Regions from separate parts of the Mus musculus genome. Here region 1 is linked to region 2. A link is a contact called in public promoter capture Hi-C data. All regions are on one chromosome and are shown on one strand. The core of a region is the stretch at or near the end of the contact, and the rest is flanking DNA. Distances in the headings are between cores, read along the strand shown. Region 1 holds the start of Eif4g1 (eukaryotic translation initiation factor 4, gamma 1). Region 2 holds the start of Glis2 (GLIS family zinc finger 2).

What was found. Promoter capture Hi-C pulls out the DNA fragments that hold promoters and counts their contacts.
Region 1: a contact with region 2 is called in a promoter capture Hi-C map of cranial neural crest. The contact joins the promoter of Eif4g1 here to the promoter of Glis2 in region 2.

Annotation. Positions count from the first base shown.
Region 1 is chr16:20,670,780-20,673,996 of GRCm38.p6, reverse strand. It overlaps Eif4g1 (eukaryotic translation initiation factor 4, gamma 1), which reads right to left and starts at 1,270. Exons shown (of 33, transcript NM_145941.3): 1 at 1,121-1,270; 2 at 36-129. The coding sequence starts at 95.
Region 2 is chr16:4,592,652-4,596,042 of GRCm38.p6, reverse strand. Glis2 (GLIS family zinc finger 2) reads right to left here and starts at 1,330. Exons shown (of 7, transcript NM_031184.3): 1 at 1,108-1,330. D330022H12Rik (a long non-coding RNA gene) reads left to right here and starts at 1,788. Exons shown (of 2, transcript XR_875867.3): 1 at 1,788-2,611; 2 at 3,326-3,391.

The DNA.
Region 1 (3,217 bases), core at 21-2,520, about 16 Mb before region 2:
CCCCGCCGGAGTCCTGATCATTTAGCCTTGATTACCTGTGGGAGTCCAGGGGACCTGGCGGGTGGGGGGCCTGTGGGCTGGGGAGCTTTGTTCATTTCATTTGGTGCCACATTAGGGTCCCCCCAGCACCTGTTGGAAAGAGCAGAGCTCGGAACGAGGAAAGGACCCAAGCTTATGGCAAACGGGCTGGGGGAAAGGTTGTATCAAGAGCTAGGGCCAACACGGATTAAGGGAGGTGCCAAGTGAATGCAGAAACAGAAAACATACAGCCTGAGGACCCCACCAGCACACTGCAACACCCTGACCCCACCCTTGCCTGCTCAAACAGCCCCCTCACTCACCCCCTCGGTTAAGAATAAGTCCACAGTGCGGCCTACAGGTTCTGGGCATCCGAAGGCCTGGGGTTGGGAGGTGAGGGGTATCAACCTGGCTCCACGGGGCCCAAGACCAACCAGACCGGAAATTCCAGGTCTTGCTGGCACCAGGCTCCCGGATCACAAATGAAGCCGGCTGCTCCGGCCGTGATATCCCCACCCCCCACCCGGGGACACCGGGTTCGAAGCCTGCCGCGGGGCACTCGCGCGGGGCCGGAGAGGCCTGAGGCCGCCCGGGAACACAAGCCAGGAAGGGCGCGAGTCCGGCCGCACCAGCAGGGCGGGCGGCGACCGCCGCGAAAGCCGGCTCGGGGCAGGCGAGGGTCGGCCGCCGGGCGGGGCTGGGGGCTCCTCCCTGCCCGCCGCCGCCGCCTCCCAGCTCTGCGCAACGCGGCCAGTGCCAAAGAACAACGTGTCACTTCCCGGCGGCCGCCCGGGCCCCGCAGGGGGAGGGGGTGGCGGGTTTGCGCCGCACAGCCTGCGCCGGGCCGCGGCCCAGGCCGGGCGGAGGTGACTGTCTCGCCGCCACCCCAGCGCCCTCCCCGCCCGGGCCCTGCTCCCCACCCCCACCCGGGCCCGGCCCGGCACACGTGGGCCGGGGATCGGCCTGGCGAGTAGGGCCTGGGCGCAGGCTCGGAGCCGGGGCGCCGGGGCGTCGGCGCAGGGTGGCGGGCCCCGGCCCGGATGGCGGCGGATGCGGGGGGAGGGGTGGGGGGCCGGGTCGGGCCCGGACATGGCGGCTTTACCTTCAGTCTCCTTCAGTCCGCGCGGCCGAGCCCCACGCAGCCGCACAGACGTAGTCCACAACCATTTCCGGCTCCCCGCACAGATCCCGCTCGGCGGCCACCGCTTCTCCGCAGGCGCAGCCAGCGCCCCACGTGACCGGCGCAGAGGGCGGAGCTGCGCTGGCGCCGGGGAAGCACATGGGATTTGCTCCGCCCCATCACGTGACACCCACTGCCCGCCCCCGTGTCCCCTCCCGAACTTTGGAACTCCCAGGCCGACCCCCTCTGAGGCTCTGGCGGTTCTTTAGTTCATTCATACTTTGCGCAAGCATTTATTGAGCGCGTGAGTGCTAAGTGAAGTGCCGGCCTGGAGCTCAGAGTGCGGAATCTAAAAAGCAGTCCTGCCCTAGTAAGTGTAGTGTGCAAATTATGCAGCCTCTGAAAATGCTATAGATTTGATCTTTGATAGACCTATTAACAAAGGAAATTCAATATTGCACCAAAGAAACTGCCGCAATCTAAAGAAGCAATTTTACTTTTGTTTTTTTAAAAAAATCAGTTGCTCCTAGGGAAACGCAAAAGTCAACATGAAAACTTTGGAATAATGGAAAAAGGAATCCCAAAGCTGTACGTGTGCTGACTGGCTAAGGCAGGGAATCAGTTACCATAAGCTTTAAAGTAGGGAAATGTCACCAGGCAGTGGCGAGCCACGCCTTTAATCTCAGCATTCCAGAAAGATAGGCAGGTAGATCTCTGAGTTCAAGGCCAGCCTGATCTACAAAGCAAGCTCCAGGACGGCCAGAGTTACAGAGAGACCACATCTTGAAGATTTCTGAGATGGTTCAATGGTTGGCGCACTGGTTGCTCTTTATTGCCTGCTCTTCAAGAGGATCTGGGTTTACTTCCCATAACCCATAAGGCAGTTCATGTCTGTGTGTAACTCTGATTCGTTAGAATTCTGCCCTCTTTTGCCCTCTAAAGGCACCACATATGCATGTAGTGCACAGACATATGAAAACAAAACATTCATACACGTAAATATTTAAATTTTAAAAATAGGAAAATTTGAACTGGGTGGTGGTAGTCCACACCTTTAATCCTAGTACTCCAGGGGCATAGGCAGGAGAATCTCTGTGAATTAAGGGCTAGACTAGTGTAGAGAGCTAATTCAGGACAGCTAGGGTTACACAGAGAAACCCTGTCTCGAAAAACAAAAAAAATAGCCAGGCTGTGGTGGTGCACGCCTTTAATCCCATCACTTGGGAGGTAGAGGCAGGTGGATTTCTGAGTTTGAGGCTAGCCTGGTCTACAGAGTGAGTTCCAGGAGAGCCAGGGCTACAGAAAAACCCTGTCTGGAAAAACCAAAAAAAAAAAAAAAGAGTTGTACTCTATTGAACTGAGCATTTGAGCATTTAGTTAGGTAGCAGAGCCTTTCCCACTGGCCTTTCTCCCTCTCACATGCTACCTCCTAGCATGCATTATATCACAGAATTGGTGACCTAAGTGAGGGGGGCAATAATGTAAACTTCATCACTGTGCTACCAAGAAAGCAAGGCTACAGGGTGGGCAAATGCGGGCACAAGGATCCTCTAGATGGCCTGAGTCCTCAGTGGTCATGTGCTTTCCCAGCATTTGGGAGACCTTGGGTTCAATATGCAGTAACAGAAAACAACCAGTCCAAAAAAAAAAAAAAAATCACCATAATCAGTAGCTGGAGAGACAGCTCAGGTAAAAATTGAGCATGTGCCAGGTAGTGGTGGCACATGCCTTTAATCCCAGCACTTGGGAGACAGAGGCAGGCGGATTTCTGAGTTCTGCAGAGTGAGTTCCAGGACAGCCAGGGCTACACAGAGAAACCCTGTCTCGAAAAACCAAAAAAAAAAAAAAAAAAAAAAAAAAATTCAAGCATGTGATGGTACACATCTTTAGTTCCAGCACTTGGGAAGCAGAGGCAGACTCTTAAGAGTTCAAAGAAAGCCTGGTCTACAAACACAAATTGAGAGTTCCAGGACAGCCAGGGTTATACAGAGAAACCCTGTCTCGAAAAACCAAAAAAAAAAAAAAACCACTAAATCTGAATCTGCTCCCCAAGACCCACATTAAAAGCTGGCCAGGGGG
Region 2 (3,391 bases), core at 81-2,580:
CTGGGTGCCAGGACAACAGGGAGACAGCCGTGCAGGGTGCCTGCCACCGAAGCCCAAGACGCAGGCCCTAGCCCTGGCCAGACCCATGGGAGCTCAAGTCTTGGTAGGGCCACTGGCTAGCCTGACTGCCCCCTTGGTGTCAAGCATTCCCTCTAGAGCCAAGATCTTGGGCCCTGATGGCTGGGGGCCCAGGGCTCCTCCCAGCATCCCTTCCAGCTTCCCAGGCCCCAGGGCAGGGCTGGGCAACTCCCTGCAACCAGTGCTTCCCCGCCACCCTCTGGCTGGGCTGGGCGGGCCCTCCTGGGTAGGCAGACAGGCAGCATGCTGCCCTGCTGTGGCCTGAGTATCCCACTGGGTAGGGCAGTGTGCCAAGGCGTCCAGGTGCCAGCCTGGATTCCAGCCCCATCCTAGGGGGCCTGCGGGGAGGTGCAAGCATCATCCTGGTAGGAGGGGGATGCACCTGCCTCGTCACCTCTTTTCCAGACCCATCCTGAGGATGCAATCACTCACCCTCTCCATCCAGCCAGGTCCCTCACCTGCTTCCATCCACCCTTCAGGAGTGGACCAAAGGCTACACAATATTCCAACTCCTAGTGCTGAATCAAGGGACGCCCCCCTCTCTGCCTCCCCCAAGGCTTGTTAAGGGTAGTGAGAGCAGGACTTTACCCAGAAAGGGAGGGTACCTTCCAAATAACCCGAGCTCACCGGTGAGCAAAGGTGGCTGCCAGATGCCCCATACAACTTCATGCCCAGGCTTCGGGTGGCCCCCTCTCACCTCGCAGAGCACCCCTACTGAAGACGCCCAACTTCCCCAGTGAAGTTTGCGCCCGCCCCGGGCCGGGCCACAGTTCAGCTCGGCCCCCAAACAGAAGGAGGGAAGGAAAGAGAAAAAAGACGGTGAAATCGAAGGACCCAGCCAGGGAGCCGGCGAGAAAGGGAGAGCGCAAAACCAACGAGCGCAGGGGCCTCAGCGAGGGCTCACAATGGCCCGGAGCAAGGCGCGGACGCGGGAGGGGGAGGCGACCCTCTGGTTACGCTGCCCCGCGCACCAGGCAAGTCCCTGGCCCAGCCCGCGTCCTCCCGGCGCGACGCCCGGGGGCTTCCTACCTCGGCTGCCGGGCTGACTGGCTCCGGCTGCGGGTTCCGGCGGTCCTGGGGCAGCGGGGAGCGGGCGAGGGGGAGGGCCGGGGCGGGCGGGGGCCGGGGCGCGAGGCTTACGGGGCACGGGCTCCCCTGGCGCCGCGCGGCACCCGGCCGCTCCGCCACATCTGCAGCTCGGGGCAGGGAAGGTGGCCGCGGCGGCCGGGCTGTGCGGGGATGTCTTTGCAAGGGAGGGAGGAGAGGAGAGGAGGGAGGGGGTGGGAGGAGGGACTGGCGGCCTTGGAGGAGGGCGAAGAGGAGGGGCGCGGGGGGCGGCCTCCCTCCCTCCCTCCCTCGCGGCTCGCTCGCTCGCTCCCGCCCTCCCTACAAACCCCTCTCACTACTGCGGCCCCAGGCCCGGAGCGCCAGCTGCCAGACGGAGCGTGCGCGGGGGGTGGAGGGTGGGGGTGGGGGGAGGCTGGGCCCGGGGAGGGGAGGAGAGCGGACGGCCGCAGGAGCGGGCACCGGAGGGAAGGGGGAGCGAAGGAGGGAGCCCCGCCACGGCAGAGACGCGCGTCCTCCTCGACTCCCCCCCCCCCCATCCCCGCCTGCCGCGGTCCCGCCCCCAGCCCGAGGGCAGCGCTAGGACAAGGCCTGGGGGGCGGGGGGCAGGGCGAGATATCCCGCCCCTGGGGGAAGCCTGGGAGAGGGGCGGGCGAACCGGCCAGGAGGAAAAGCCCCAAGGACCGGGAAGATGGAGGCGGCCGCAGCGGGCGAGGGGCGGGGACCCTCGCCTCCCCCTGCGGGGTCACCTTGGCCAGGGCCCCCGCGGCCCTTGGCTGCCGCGGAGGTGATAGAAATGCCTCTTGGAAGGCCCTGATTTCCCCGCCCAGTCCAGATCCAGGACCGCGCAGGCAAAGGCCTTTCAATTCCGACAGGTTCGAGGCCACGCTTCTCTCTTCCAGCTTTGCCTTGTCTTCAGCCTCAGTTGCCCTCCTGGTGAAATAAGCACAAGGCCTGGCACAACCAATCCAGGATTCCGTTATCTTGGTGACATCCGCCTGGACAACCTGGGTCCCCTAATCTGAGCGCCGCCGGGGTCATCGCACTTGGCGTCAGTAAGTTCAATGAGTTGGTCACTGAAAAGTGGATGTAAGTCAGTAACGCTTGCACACCGCAGCCAAGCTGTTTCCCACCTTTTCCTGGGAAGCTCAGACTTGGCGTTCTTTAGTGTTTTCTTTGGGCGAGTCTTGAGTCCACGCCTAATATCTTTTTACCTGTCTGGTGACAAATCTCAGTTCAAAAAGACAGCCCTCCTGATCCGAAGTTGGACTTGAACTCAGGAAACGAAAAGGCACTTCAAAGTCAGCATCACCAGTAGGTGAAGTACTGACTCCGGGTTGGAAATCTGTTATTCGGGCATTTGATGCCTCGGTCTGCGCCAGAGCCACATCAAGACATGAATCTTGATCATGGGGCATCCCCATTCCCAGGCACTGCTCTTGGCACACGCTCCTGGTCTGGTGCGAAGGTAGGCACATAATTGGTGCTCCTGATGTGGTGATCAAATGGATACGTAGTCAGTGCTCTTAACTGATTATGTAGTCATGATGGGTGCTTCGGTTTGAACGAAGACACATATTAGATTCTTATGATCTTTTAATACATGAAAGGGATTTAGGAAGAGGTCGGTTCACCAGGAGTAAGGCGGGGATAATGCCCCCCCACCCCCATTTCCCCTGTGTGGATAATGTCGCAGTGCTGCCGGGTTAAATATTAGCTGGCAGATGGACCCGGAGAAGGCCAGCTCTGGGACCTAAAGCTTGCTTCCAGGAAGAGGCTGTTAAAGGGCCGCCGAACATCACTAGAGTCTGAGGCGAGGGACTGCAAAGCGCCCTCTCCCGGCATCTTGAATCTGCAATTTAGTTATTCTGTTATTCTGTTAACCCAGCCCTAGTGCAGTATCTCACCTAAGCTGACTACAGGAACTGAGGCACATCGGTAGTGTGAAACTGGTGTACTAGTTAGTATAAATCTGTTTAGAAAAAGGAAAAAAAAAAGCTTATTCAGGAGCTAAAGTAGTTCAGCACGTGTTCCTAGGTTCAGTCCCTGATAACGGGGGAAAAAAGTATCATTGGGGGACACCAGGTGCTGTGCCATTTTAGCGACAAAAGGCCAACAACCTCAGTTGAGGAATGCTTGAGCCTAAGAAACTTCAGAGTGTTTTTCTTTGTTTTGTTCCCAGGGAGAATTCAGACTGGAATCCAAGGCTGGGTGGTGAGGCATGACCCCTCCTCACTGCAATCTGGGA